Linked DNA regions of Drosophila melanogaster: region 1 is linked to region 2. Evidence: chromatin contacts called from public Hi-C data. All regions are on one chromosome and are shown on one strand. Each heading gives the region's core, a stretch centred on a gene start, on an enhancer-like site or on the middle of the called end of the contact. The rest is flanking DNA. Distances are from core to core; before and after follow the strand shown.

Region 1 (7,416 bases), core at 3,301-5,800, 190 kb after region 2:
CGTAAGCATGCTTTCCCTATATAGTATTGATACAATAATGAATAACGGTAGTTAACCCACAAAACAAAGTGCAATGCCATTTTGCTATTGCATTCCATAAACCTTACACAGTTGTTATGTGCAGCAGTGAAATATTTTACTTCGTTATTGCGTCAAAAGCGTTTAGATAAACAAAATGCATGATCACGCTGCTTGTTTTCCGAAACAGCTTTGTACTTATCTACCTAATATTTATAACCCAAAGCAGAAATAGGAATTGATAAGCTTTGCAGTCTCAACAACTACAATATTTAGTTTTTAACAAAAAATAATAAATTATTTACTTATTTACAGCATTGTAAAGAATGGACAGTTGGAATTTGTGACTGGAGGATGGGTAATGCCGGACGAGGCCAACTCCCACTGGCGAAACGTACTGCTGCAGCTGACCGAAGGGCAAACATGGTTGAAGCAATTCATGAATGTCACACCCACTGCTTCCTGGGCCATCGATCCCTTCGGACACAGTCCCACTATGCCGTACATTTTGCAGAAGAGTGGTTTCAAGAATATGCTTATCCAAAGGACGCACTATTCGGTTAAGAAGGAACTGGCCCAACAGCGACAGCTTGAGTTCCTGTGGCGCCAGATCTGGGACAACAAAGGGGACACAGCTCTCTTCACCCACATGATGCCCTTCTACTCGTACGACATTCCTCACACCTGTGGTCCAGATCCCAAGGTTTGCTGTCAGTTCGATTTCAAACGAATGGGCTCCTTCGGTTTGAGCTGTCCATGGAAGGTGCCGCCGCGTACAATCAGTGATCAAAATGTGGCAGCACGCTCAGATCTGCTGGTTGATCAGTGGAAGAAGAAGGCCGAGCTGTATCGCACGAACGTGCTGCTGATTCCGTTGGGTGACGACTTCCGCTTCAAGCAGAACACCGAGTGGGATGTGCAGCGCGTGAACTACGAAAGGCTGTTCGAACACATCAACAGCCAGGCCCACTTCAATGTCCAGGCGCAGTTCGGCACACTGCAGGAATACTTTGATGCAGTGCACCAGGCGGAAAGGGCGGGACAAGCCGAGTTTCCCACGCTAAGCGGTGACTTTTTCACATACGCCGATCGATCGGATAACTATTGGAGTGGCTACTACACATCCCGCCCGTATCATAAGCGCATGGACCGCGTCCTGATGCACTATGTACGTGCAGCAGAAATGCTTTCCGCCTGGCACTCCTGGGACGGTATGGCCCGCATCGAGGAACGTCTGGAGCAGGCCCGCAGGGAGCTGTCATTGTTCCAGCACCACGACGGTATAACTGGCACAGCAAAAACGCACGTAGTCGTCGACTACGAGCAACGCATGCAGGAAGCTTTAAAAGCCTGTCAAATGGTAATGCAACAGTCGGTCTACCGATTGCTGACAAAGCCCTCCATCTACAGTCCGGACTTCAGTTTCTCGTACTTTACGCTCGACGACTCCCGCTGGCCAGGATCTGGTGTGGAGGACAGTCGAACCACCATAATACTGGGCGAGGATATACTGCCCTCCAAGCATGTGGTGATGCACAACACCCTGCCCCACTGGCGGGAGCAGCTGGTGGACTTTTATGTATCCAGTCCGTTTGTAAGCGTTACCGACTTGGCAAACAATCCGGTGGAGGCTCAGGTGTCCCCGGTGTGGAGCTGGCACCACGACACACTCACAAAGACTATCCACCCACAAGGCTCCACCACCAAGTACCGCATCATCTTCAAGGCTCGGGTGCCGCCCATGGGCTTGGCCACCTACGTTTTAACCATCTCCGATTCCAAGCCAGAGTGAGTAGCCAGTTAAAGATTACCCATTTATCAAAGGAACAAGAATCCTTTCCGTACTTTCTGTATTAATTGTACATTTTCGTAACACGTTTCGCTATGCCGTTTCCTTAAACCATTATAGAGTGCAGGTTTTATTTATTGATATTAATATTTCATTAACCAGATGCCGTAATTGTCTTCTATTTATACTATTTATTTATACTTTTTCAATAAGCATTTCAATGTTACTTACAGGCACACCTCGTATGCATCGAATCTCTTGCTCCGTAAAAACCCGACTTCGTTACCATTGGGCCAATATCCGGAGGATGTGAAGTTTGGCGATCCTCGAGAGATCTCATTGCGGGTTGGTAACGGACCCACCTTGGCCTTTTCGGAGCAGGGTCTCCTTAAGTCCATTCAGCTTACTCAGGATAGCCCACATGTACCGGTGCACTTCAAGTTCCTCAAGTATGGCGTTCGATCGCATGGCGATAGATCCGGTGCCTATCTGTTCCTGCCCAATGGACCAGCTTCGCCAGTCGAGCTTGGCCAGCCAGTGGTCCTGGTGACTAAGGGCAAACTGGAGTCGTCCGTGAGCGTGGGACTTCCGAGCGTGGTGCACCAGACGATAATGCGCGGTGGTGCACCTGAGATTCGCAATCTGGTGGATATAGGCTCACTGGACAACACGGAGATCGTGATGCGCTTGGAGACGCATATCGACAGCGGCGATATCTTCTACACGGATCTCAATGGATTGCAATTTATCAAGAGGCGGCGTTTGGACAAATTACCTTTGCAGGCCAACTATTATCCCATACCTTCTGGTATGTTCATTGAGGATGCCAATACGCGACTCACTCTCCTCACGGGTCAACCGCTGGGTGGATCTTCTCTGGCCTCGGGCGAGCTAGAGATTATGCAAGATCGTCGCCTGGCCAGCGATGATGAACGCGGCCTGGGACAGGGTGTTTTGGACAACAAGCCGGTGCTGCATATTTATCGGCTGGTGCTGGAGAAGGTTAACAACTGTGTCCGACCGTCAGAGCTTCATCCTGCCGGCTATTTGACAAGTGCCGCTCACAAAGCATCGCAGTCACTGCTGGATCCACTGGACAAGTTTATATTCGCTGAAAATGAGTGGATCGGGGCACAGGGGCAATTTGGTGGCGATCATCCTTCGGCTCGTGAGGATCTCGATGTGTCGGTGATGAGACGCTTAACCAAGAGCTCGGCCAAAACCCAGCGAGTAGGCTACGTTCTGCACCGCACCAATCTGATGCAATGCGGCACTCCAGAGGAGCATACACAGAAGGTGAGCTTAGAAGTTTATTATATTAATATCAAAGAAAGTGGAAATGGTATTTATTTATAATTAACAATATTGTTTGACTAATTGTTCGTTCGTCAGCTGGATGTGTGCCACCTACTGCCGAATGTGGCGAGATGCGAGCGCACGACGCTGACTTTCCTGCAGAATTTGGAGCACTTGGATGGCATGGTGGCGCCGGAAGTGTGCCCCATGGAAACCGCCGCTTATGTGAGCAGTCACTCAAGCTGATCGCAACGTGTTATGGCAAAGGATAAAGCAGAAACTGAAGCCAAGCGACCATCTCACAACCTATGAATCTCGGACGCTAATCCACTGCAATACAGGCAATCTTCGTTTAATGTTCGACTTAAGCACTGACTGCACCGAAAGACGTAATGCGTAATCCATACTACGTATCATTTATTTATTCAAGCTTCCACACGAGGGTTTGGAAATTCAATCCTATGACGCAGCGGTGTATTTTTCGCACCCCCGTGTAACTACACGTTTTACTCTGTTTCCCCTAGTTTTTTACGTTTTTTTGTGATATCCATCCAGTCCCACAGCAAGCAATACATGTCTGTACTCGATATCCCCAATGGGGTTATTGCCTATAACAATGAATCGTAACTATAACTAACGTTTAACTGTAAAGTAGGCTTAGTGATAATGACGCAACTGCAATGATATTAATCTCGACGTTTGTTTTTTACAAATTGAATAAAATTGAGTCTCATTTAGAATCGACTTTTACGTGCTATTCTAAACTAAAAACATAACGACTGTTTTTATTCGAAAAAGGAAAGGATTTGTATTACTATTCAAAATCGTCATTTAGGCTTTAGTTAGAATCGTGTTGTTGGTAAGTTATGAATGCACTTTCTATGAATATTTAATTTTTCTCAGTAAACTAAAATAAATACATTTTAATTTAATTTTTAACATTACATTTAATTTTTTTTTTAATATTGTAAGTAATGAATGTTAGTAAACAGTTGATCTTTGCATTATTAAGTTTTGAATTTATGTGGATTATGAAACGAGCTTTTGAGACGACTAATTAAAGCCATAATCATGAGTTATAGTTTTAGTGGATGAAAAACAGAATGCAATCTTATCAGCTCCAGTGCGGGGTACTATTATTGCCAGAATGACCTACAGAGATAGAGATACTAAGAGCGCGGAATTGGAAAATGCACAATGGAAATGGAAATCCGGATTGAGTGTAAAGTGGTTGTTTTGGATAGAGAGCGAATCGCTGCGCAGTTCGCTCTCTTCAAAATCCGAAACGAGCAACGAAAGCAAAACCGAATCCGAATCGGAATCCGAATTCGTATTTGTATCTGTAAGATACGCTCTCGCGCTCTCTTCAACGACGACCATCGGAATTTTTCTATACAGAAACAAAAATCTCAGTCAGCTCGCTGTTTTCAAGTTTGGAATCCGCATTTCAGTTCAGTTGGATTCAGTCACAGAGTCAGAGCGTCAGATTCAGATCATCGTGGTCGCCAGTGAGTTTGTTTATATGTTTGTGGCTGCCTGTGTGTTTGCTTGTCAAGTTCTGCAACAAAAACAAGGCATCTAAACAAAAGTGGTTCAAAACAATTACGAGGAATAAAATCCAACTAAAACGAATAATAAAACACACAGTGTCGCTTAAATCGCAGAGTATCTGCAGCTCTAGTTCTTGTTGTTGTTGTTTTTTGAGGCGGACTGGAATTTAATTTAATTAAATCAAGTACGAATGTGTGCGTGAGTGTGTGTGTGTGTGTGTCTAAGCTGGGTTCTTGAGTTGTTCTTGTTCTAAGTTCTTTTTTTCGTGGCGTGTATCTGTGTGCGCGTGTCGTGTGCTGGTTTGCGTGTGCTTTTTGTGAACTACGTTTTGTTTCAATGCCAAAAAAAAGTATCTATGCCCTGGCATGTGCTCTCTCTCCATCTCTCTCTCGCTCGCTCATGCTGGTTACATAAATACTGGTAGAAGAAGTGGAAGAGATGGTGGTGAAGAAGGAGGAGGCGGAGGTAACAGAAATTGAAATACAAATTCAATTAACACCTGAAAACGAAAATCCAACTGGAACGCAAACGTCTGATTGGATAAGGAAAATAGAAAACGGGCAAACATGTGTTTGAATTTCCAACTCGTCTTCTTCTTCCCGTCCCTATGAAATGTTCAAAAGCAAAGCTCCTTGAAAGAGGAGGGTATAAAAGAATGTGGAAAAGAGCAGCAGAACCAGAACGAGAACACCAAAAAAAGAAAACGAAATTAACGACGTCACATAAAAGTGTGTCAAAGCAGCAGCTCACGCACACCAGCGTGCGCCAATTTGTATCTGTGTGAAGCTTTAGCTCTCTCCCTCTCTCGCACCGTCCCTCTCATTCGCTGATAAAACGCAACGCACACAGCGCGTATACATAATTTATATATTTATTTAAATGTTTTTCGTTTGCTCGCTTCGAACAACGAGTTTTTCTCGTTCTAAGACTGTCGCCTTTTATTTCTCGCTCCATCTTCCGATTTGAGCTCTTTTCAACATATGGCATTGCTCAATTATTATGTCATAAACAGTTTGAATGGCAAATATGCGATAGAAGTTCAATTCGTTCAAGGCGATATTATTTTTCAAGCTTTGCGTTTTTGGCGCAGGAAATGCAAAAGTTGTCGCTGACTTGCGTGTGGTTGTGTGCAGGAACGTGCAGCAATTTTCCAACGTTTGCATGAAAAACCTAGTGCCCTAATAAGCGAAACGAGAGAGAGAGAGAGAGTGAGAAAAGTCCAGAGCGCGAGAGCGAAGCTGTTTTCCCGCATTCGAATTTAAAAATCAATGTATAAAATGCAAAGCGGACAAAGAAAACACGCACGCACACACACACATTCCCGAGTCCGAATGTTAGATAGAAATGTGATCGGACGGGCACGTGTACGTGGCACACAGATACAAAAGAGCGCCAGAGAGCAGAGCGGAGCGCAGAGAGCGGAGAGAGTGGAAAAATGTTAAATTTTCAGCTGCTAGCAGCAAACGCAAAGTTGTCGTTAGAATCAAAAAAAGCACGCTGAGACAAGACGCGCACGAAAACTGAACGGAAAAACGTAAAAAGCAAAGGCGGATGAAGCAGTGCAAAAGGGAAGGCGTAAGCAGGCGCTAAATATTTTGAAAATATATATTAAAAACTTTGCGCTTCGCTTCGGTAACATATGTGTGTGTGTGTAATTGTTCTAAATTAAACCGCGAGCAACAACAGCAACAACAGAAGCAGCTGAGCCCGAAAAGTAAAAAGTCCCAAAATAAATTCAGGATCCACTACAACAACAACTACAGCAAAAACCACTGTCGCGTCTCGAAATGAAACAATAATTGAATAATTGAATTACCCAAATAACGAAGAAAAAAGCAAAGGAAAGCGCATAACGAGTAAAAGTTAAAAAGTCAAAAAAGTTTAAAACATATTGTAAAGCCGTACTGCGTAAGCCAGTCAGCGCTTAAAGTACCATATATAGGTGTTCTTATCTATACCCACACTCAATTAATTGCAGCTGAATGCACGACTCCTTGCAGAAAGGTGAATATATTTCAAACTAGTCATAAGTTCTTGGATTAAGCATAGTTTAACATAAGGCAGGTACATGTTGTGGTTCTCAGAATTTTCTAATGCAGAAAGGGAAATTTCTTTTTTTGTATCTTTCACATTGAAAGTATCCGTATTGATATGTGACGAGGAAATATGACTCAATTTATTTCAACATCTTTGTTAACATTTATTCCCCGTTGAATGATTCAAATTATTTAACTACCCAAATCTTTGGTTGACTCATTGTAAATAGTTATTTAGCTTATGGAATCTAGTTGAATTGTAGAATTTCGACTGAATTTAAACTTTAAAGTTTTCCCCTTTGCGCAATCGAATGAAATTGCTTTGGAGCATATTTACGCGGAATGTGAATGCGAATGAATATATTCCTATTCCTACATGGGTTTGAATATGTACTGCTGATTGGCCGATCTCTTTCTCTCACTCTGTTTTTTCCTCCTACATCTCTCGTTTCGTTCTCTCATCTGCATCTGGCATGCTAATCAAAGTTGTAGCTCATCTCCACCTTTCCCACTAACACCCGCCCACCGCCCTTTACGTTTATCTGCTCATCAATTTGCTCGTTTCATAGCCTAACCCGACACTTGATTCTAGTTTTTTTTTCTTCCCCAGCTGCTGTTAAATGCAAATAGGCATTAAATTGTCCGCTTGTCTGTTGTTTCGTTTCATTTGCATTCACACTGTCGACCTCTCTCACAGCCCCTCGACCACCGCCCACCCCTTTGTCC
Region 2 (7,269 bases), core at 349-2,848:
CAATACTGATTTGGAATTCTCGATTTCAAACTTTCCACACTCAGCTGCGATTTTCACACGCAAAAACCAATTTACATTTAGATTTATATACTACTATGTACACACACACACACGCACAAGCGCACTCGTTGGCTTAAAGCATTTTGTTGTTAATTTTCACTTGTCGGTTTCTTATTCCTCTTTTTTTTTGTATTATATCTTTTGTTTTTTTGGGCAAAAAACAAAAAACGTGCTTAACGATCGGCAAAAGAGACACACACTTATTTAATTCCATGCAGACGAGTCAACTGTTGCGGCCAAACTGAAAATTCTACGCTCCACAGTTCGCAAAAAATATATCTCACCGTGAGTGCGAAAGAGAAAAAGAGAAGCGGAGAGGTGGAGAGCAAGTGGACATGTATCGTCGAGAGTCAGAGAGAGAGAGGTGGAGAGGGTGAGCAGCTGTTGTCTGACAATAACATAATCAGCAACAATTTATGCTGTTTAAAAAGAGCAAGAGAAACGCTAATGAAGGGGAACACGGGCAGGGTCAGGGGTTGGTGGATCCCCTACATATCTCTCTCTTTCACCGCCCCCGCTCTGGCACCCTCTCTGTCGCTCTCCCATTAGCCGCACACGTGCAAGCTTAGCATTCTATCTGTCTGTCTCTGTTTGTGTTTGTTTGCTAAGCCGAATTCGGCATAGTTTTTTTTACGTAATGCGAGAGAAGAGAGAGCCGAGCTTATGAGTGGGCAATCAAGCTCTCTCGGAGTTTTGTGCATGTGTGTGTGCATGTATCTCAGAGGTGAGCGAATGAGCGAGCGGAGTAAGTGATCATGATTTGCAAACACAAGCTCAAGCAGCTGTTTGATTTCAGCGCGAAGAGTAGGGGATGCAAAGATCCGTCTTATGCGAAACCTAAATGGCCTACCACCATATGTAAATAGTTGTAATATTCAATAATAATACAATGTATATATAATATAATTACATACCTCTAAAAGAAAACTTTTTCCAAAGATTAACTATATAAATCATAACCACTCAACTAAAGCTGTAGATCCCTCCATGCTCACTATCCAATCGCCCGTCTTAACCTCCAAGTAATTAAATTGCTCGCGACAGTTGCTGGCAATTAAAATCGTTTGGAGAGCCAAGTCAAACAGCAAAACGAAATTAAATTGTCAAACAATTTGCCGCTGCATTTGAAATGCTTTATTTAATTAATGCAAATGAGTGTGAGCATAGTAAGCTTGGCGAGGGAGTGACGCATAGAGCAGCTGCCATCTCAGCTGACCACCACCCGGTCGAGATGGTAGGGAGAAACGTGCCAGAAGACAGATAAATGTGGCAACAATAAAAAGCAATAACCTCAAAAGTGAGAAGTGTAGAGCAGAGAACGAGAAAGAGAGACACACTAAACCAGGTCTAGCCGGCAATGCAAATCAATCAAATCCTATGAAGTTAACGTCGACGCCGTAGTTGGCTTCGTTGCATTTGCCACATTGAACAGCAGAAACTACAATTTTACTCGCTTAGGTACATTTTTTTCATTCTATAAAATCCATTACTACATCATCAATATATTTTCCATGCCTAGAGAGCTTCGTAGCTAAAGAATTCGCATCTTAAAAAAAATGTAAAACGTGATTGTCGATATGGTTATAATACAAGTTCCACTGTGCCACAGAAAATAAACATTCACACACATTATCATTTAAGCAGAGCGTCTTGGATGTTGGAAAATTGCAAACATTTCAGCTAATTGGCAAGACAAGAAGAGTCGGAAAAGAGATAGAAAGAGATGAGAAAGAGAAGAGACTCTGGTTTAGCGGCATTTGTTCAATTAGAACGAAAATGTTTATAAGAATAGGAGGCGGGTTGGTTGGTATGCTGTAAGAGGTGGAAGTGGTTATAGTCTACAGCAGGGCCAAAAAGAGGAAAAAAGAGGGAAACAAAAAAAAAAGCAGTTGGCGTAAATTAAAAGTCCAATCACTGACAAATCAGAATCAAAAATGCAAATATATGTATTTATATCCTTGGAAGATTAGAACGTATGCGGTAATCCTTATCATAAAATCCCGGAAGGCTGGCACGAAATCGTTCTTTAATGAATTAAGTTTTCAAGAGATTCATAAAATTAGGCTATTTACATATGTTAAATTGAACAAAACTCTAGACTGCCAATAATTCACGCTACAAAACCCCGAAAGTTTATGCGAACATAAGTTTCATAAAACGGATGTAATTATTTATTAACAATGGAAGTAACAAATTTGTTGGATTTTTTTGCTTTTCCAAATCAAATTGGAAAACAAAAATAAGCAAAAATAAGAAAAGGAGGACGACAAAAACAATCAACAATGCTCGAAAAGCTTCTTAACAGAGATGTTCCAATTAGGAAACCCATTATCCAACCAGAAAACGCAAAACGAAACGGGGGAAAAAAGCTGCGCTCAAAATCAGATGCCTCACACTGAGACAAATTCCACAGACACACACACGCACACAAAAATCATTACGCGCACAAAAAGCTACAAAAAAACATTAAAGAGAGTAAGGGGTGGGGAAAACTGTGTGGAAAAAGGAGGGAACTGGATGAAGATGAGAATTCGCAGAAAAAAAGAGGCAGGCAGCATAAAAGAATCGCAAGTAATAAGAACACCGCGTACACAGAAAAAAACTAAATTCGTATCAATCCAATCACATAACTCACACATAAGTAATAACTCATAACTCAGTAATAAGTAAGAAATCCAAGACGCTATCTTAATCAATGTAATTTGTATTGTTAAGAATCAAATCTTAACGCTCGAAAAATATCATTTCCAATTTTCTTACTGTGCAGAAGGCGAATGCGAAGAAGGGACAGAAGAAACAAAAGAGGAAGCAGAATGCACCACATGCAGGGAAACAACACAAACCAAGGCAAGTGAAACAATGAGCAAACTTAATGCAACAAAAACAACAACAGCGCAGAAGAATCGTTTTTACCCTTTTCCCATTCTCTCTCTCTCTGTCTTCTCCTACCCGCTGCTTTTCTTCTGTTCCCCTTTTTATTCCATTCCATTCCGTTCCGCCCGGCTGTTAAGCGCAAATCAATGACCTACGACATCAACAAGAGCGCGTCAAACACACACGCAAAGCCATAAGTGGAAGCAAGAGAGCGGAGAGATAGTTCTGGAAGAGAGAAGCGCGCGGGACAGGGACAGCACGTGGCAGGTGGGCCCAGCAGGGGGAGAGAGATAACTAGAGGGAAGGATGCAAGGAGTTTGGCGAAATATTGCCGATGCCTGCGTTTCTTTACCCCCCACAAACTGGCGTAGTAGTAGCAGCTCGGTAAATACTCGAAAAGATGTACATAATACATCAGTTTCAATATACAATGCATTACATATGTTTTAGTTTTTCCCATTTCCCATCAACAAAATATGCAAATTCATATAATTCACATATATTTTTCTTTTCTTCTTTTAAGAAAAACAAGGGTAAGATAAAGGACATCAACAACGGAACAGAAACCCCAAGAACAACAACAACAAGTTTGCGAAAACTCTCTTTTGCACAACTTTACTTTACCTCCAGCCAGGAGGTCTTTATTTTGTTACTATTATTCCGACTGGTCCTCGCATAAATGTAATAAATATCTTTCTCCTCTTCTTCTGCTGGTTCTACGCTCAGAGAGAGAGAGAGAGAGAGAGAGAGAGAGATTTCAAAGTTGATGCAAAGTAAACCGAAAAAAGGGTGACACAAGAAACAAAAAGTCAACCCACAAAGAGTAATTAAACCAAGAATAATCGTCATTTTACACAAATATTTACATTATAAACAAAAAAAATCAGCTAGAAACATCAAATGCGAAAGTAATATCATAAATAAACATGAATTAATAAGCAAAGAATTAATCTGATGTGTAGCGAGCAGGGTATCAAAAGGCCCGCACAACCCAGAACCGTTTTGAATCGACAATTTGCTTGATAAAAACATAATCGATTGCGGGCCAACCAACACTTGCCCATTAAAACCCTGCATTGTGTGCGAAGGAAGTGAAAAGGAAATTGCAGTGCCAGGTGACAAGGGGAATCACCTGAAGCAGAGGTCAGAGAGGGACGCCACGAACGGGTGAGCGAGACGAGAGGGTTAGACGAGTGAAATTCTTTAATTAAAATGGCATTTCCTATAAACAATTGTGACACAACGAGAAGTTCTTCTCCACCCCACTTGCACAGCATCGCCAACTCATTAGTTCCCAGTATTAAATTCTTTCGTTTATAAATTGCTGCCAGTTGTTTCTGGCTAAAATGCCAGTGGTAGTAGTAGTCGAGTTCTCAAGTCATCAGATTTACCGGCAACAGACAGGTGAGCAGACAGGTGTGTGAGTATCCAAGTGTATCTGCGTGTGGTTGTGCCGCATGTGCAATGTTCTGGCTTTATAAGGTTGAAAGATTGCAACCGGAATGGGATCTATGTATCTCAGCCCCGCCTCTTTCTTCGCTTCCCCTATATTTCCACATTTATCTCCATTAGCCAGTGTAGCAAAGACACGAATAAAGCAGCACGGACGGCGAGTAGAAATAATGAAAAGCCAAACAAGAAGTTCAAGAATAATAGAATCAGCACACAATGGTCCTCTTCTGCAAGTTCTATAACTATCAGAAATAAAGGCGCTACAAAAAATCTTTAAAACTCAATCTCGAACAAAAAAAGATTCTATTAAACTGTCACATAGTCATAATCACGCAAATATCGATCTCCATTCAGCAATAGAAAATGGTCAAACTTAGTAAATTGCAATGCCCTTAACAATTATTTTATGAGGCGCAAAATAAAATTCCTAAGAAAGTTACGAAAAGAAACGAAAAGTTTTCGCCAAAATTGGAAGAAAAAGTACAATGACAAAACCATAACCACTAGCTATCAAGCCAACTTATTGATTAATCTAACAAGAGAAAATAATCAAATGAAATTTAATGGTTAAAGTTTTGGCACTCTCTTTTTATTTGAGAATAAACTCTCGATTTAAACATGTAAGAGCTCCATTAAGGGCACTTGGTCATAACTTTATTTTTGAGCACTCTTTATCGGCAGTTTTGTCAAGTTGGTTTCGCCTATTTAATTGACAACTATCGAGTTTTAGTTCGCTAAATAAACAGCGTATAATAAGACAAATGAATGTAGTGGCAAACGCACTGAACTTAAGTAAGGCAAGAAAACTGTCATTCTCTTGGGTTCACAAACGCAAAGTAGATGATTCATCTCATTGACAGGAGAGAAGAAGCAGCCTTTTAGTTGTTCGTAGCTACCCCATCATGTAAAACTATTGATATTCCATCAGTTATCAATACAAACATACATATACAAACATGGTTAACTAATTAGCTTATCATTCCGAGCCTTATCAATTGAATTAAAGACTACTACTTATGCTACTGATAAGTGGTAGTATTCCTAAGCAAATCAATTGCAACATATTCCCCTCTTGTCCGCATAAATTATCGTAATCGAAACGACAATTGTTGGATTAATTATGGCAAGCCAAGAAAGTTAACCTATTACTCACCGCTGCATTCCGATTGGCAGCTGCAACAGCAGAGCTGTTCATATATTGATTCTGTGGCGGCATCATTGCGGCTCCCATGGGCACAGTGGTCTGGCCACCCATGTAGACATAGTCCTGGGGTCCTCCGGCTCCGGGTGGACCCAATGGCTGTTGCTTGGGCATGCCGCCGTTCATTCCCGGGTGCATGGCTCCACCATGATGGTCGTACATGCTGCCACCCGATTGGGCATAAGATGACATGTGACCCAAGGCAGCCGCATGGTTAAGCAGATTCGCGTTGTACTGGCCGGGATGTTGCTGCTGCTGTTGTTGCTGCTGCTGCTGCTGTTGCTGGCCGGGATGTTGTATGCCCAATCCATTGCCGTTGCCCAGTCCATTGCCACCGCCCATAAGGTGATGTGGATGCCCCTGGTTCTGCGCCTGCTGCTGTTGCTGCTGCTGCTGGGGATGCTGCTGGTGTGGATGCTGATGTTGTTGCTGGGCTGCAACTGCGGCTGCTGCCTGTGATATCATGTGATTGTGCTTGGCCAACGCCGCCGCCTGTTGCATGGCTGCCATATTCGCAGCTGCAGCGGCCATCGATTGATGATGCAGACCGCCATTCGTACCAGAGCCGCCATTATTTCCGCCGCCAGCTCCGCCGCCGCCACCACCACCCAATCCGCTGCCCATGCCAATGGTTCCAATGGCGCCGGGCCCACCATTACTGCCATTTCCCGGTGGACCGCCAGGAGCGGCATTGGCCGGATTCATCGGCGGATTGTACTTCCATTTGTCCGGGTTCTGGAATTAATTCAAGGATATATGTATGAGCCTTTGAATAGTTCTCGATATAATCTAACTTAATTGCTCTCATTTAGTTCGTAAATATAAAATTCTGAGCTATTTAATCCTTTGTATTTGTACATTGCCAATTAAGTCTCTGTCGAATATGAAACAAATTTCCTAATCAATATCTCCTATTTTACCACAAACATCTTGCTATTCTATTCGCACAATTCCATTGGCTGCACACTCAATGCCAAATTGTGATAATCTGTTTATGCAACCATTTCTGGCAGACACTTATACAATCTGCGGAGGTCAACTGGGGGAGAATTAAAGCCCACCTTCCTCCCCCTGAAATAAGCGCCACAAAGTCTAATCAAGAAGCAGCACTGGGAAAAGTTACCCAATAACGATATGGAAGCCAAAATTTAGAAAAAGGGGAAAAAATTGTCATCTGATGCTAATTGCTAAATATGCTCTTCAATACTATTTGCATAGAAGTAAAAATACTTATATTCTTTGTATTAATTAATTAACTTGGTAATGATAATTCTAAAATATTTAACTTTTAGGTAGTAAAGATAATATTCCTTTATTGCGATAAAAAAAAAAGTTATTGGAAGAGCCCCTCAACATGTTACTACAATGGCTCTAAAACTGTTTTATTTTGGAGTCTGGAATACTTACATCGATCCCATGGCCGTCGTCGCCGCACGCCCATCGGGTCTGCTGTTGCTTCTGGGCAAAGTGGGCGGCGTACTCGGCGGCGGCGGCCTCGTGCAAGGTCGAGCCTACGGCTCCGACCCCTGGCACACCGCCACCCACTCCGCCCACGCCGACGCCAACCCCACCAGGCGATGGACGCTGCTGGAAGACATAGCCGACGGCGGCGGCTGCGGCGGCACCAGCTGCATCGGCGGCATCCTGAGAGACGCCACCTCGAGATCCTACAATGGCATCCG

Evidence for each region. A called contact is a pair of places that touch in the nucleus more often than the background predicts.
Region 1: a contact with region 2 is called in a Hi-C map of the Kc167 cell line, with 4 times the contacts expected there. The contact joins the promoter of ps here to the promoter of lncRNA:CR45196 in region 2. A contact is called at or near these places in 5 of 107 Hi-C or Micro-C datasets (the Kc167 cell line, the S2 cell line, eye imaginal disc and 1 more).

Annotation. Positions count from the first base shown.
Region 1 is chr3R:9,413,390-9,420,805 of dm6, forward strand. It overlaps ps (pasilla), which reads left to right and starts at 4,551. Exons shown (of 7, transcript NM_001202270.2): 1 at 4,551-4,611. It overlaps alpha-Man-IIa (alpha-Mannosidase class II a), which reads left to right. Exons shown (of 5, transcript NM_079567.3): 2 at 1; 3 at 334-1,806; 4 at 2,041-3,103; 5 at 3,200-3,875. The coding sequence ends at 3,349.
Region 2 is chr3R:9,226,535-9,233,803 of dm6, forward strand. lncRNA:CR45196 (long non-coding RNA:CR45196) reads left to right here and starts at 1,599. Exons shown (of 3, transcript NR_125121.1): 1 at 1,599-1,618; 2 at 2,828-3,318; 3 at 3,458-3,743. It overlaps pum (pumilio), which reads right to left. Exons shown (of 13, transcript NM_001275474.1): 2 at 6,995-7,269; 3 at 5,540-6,322.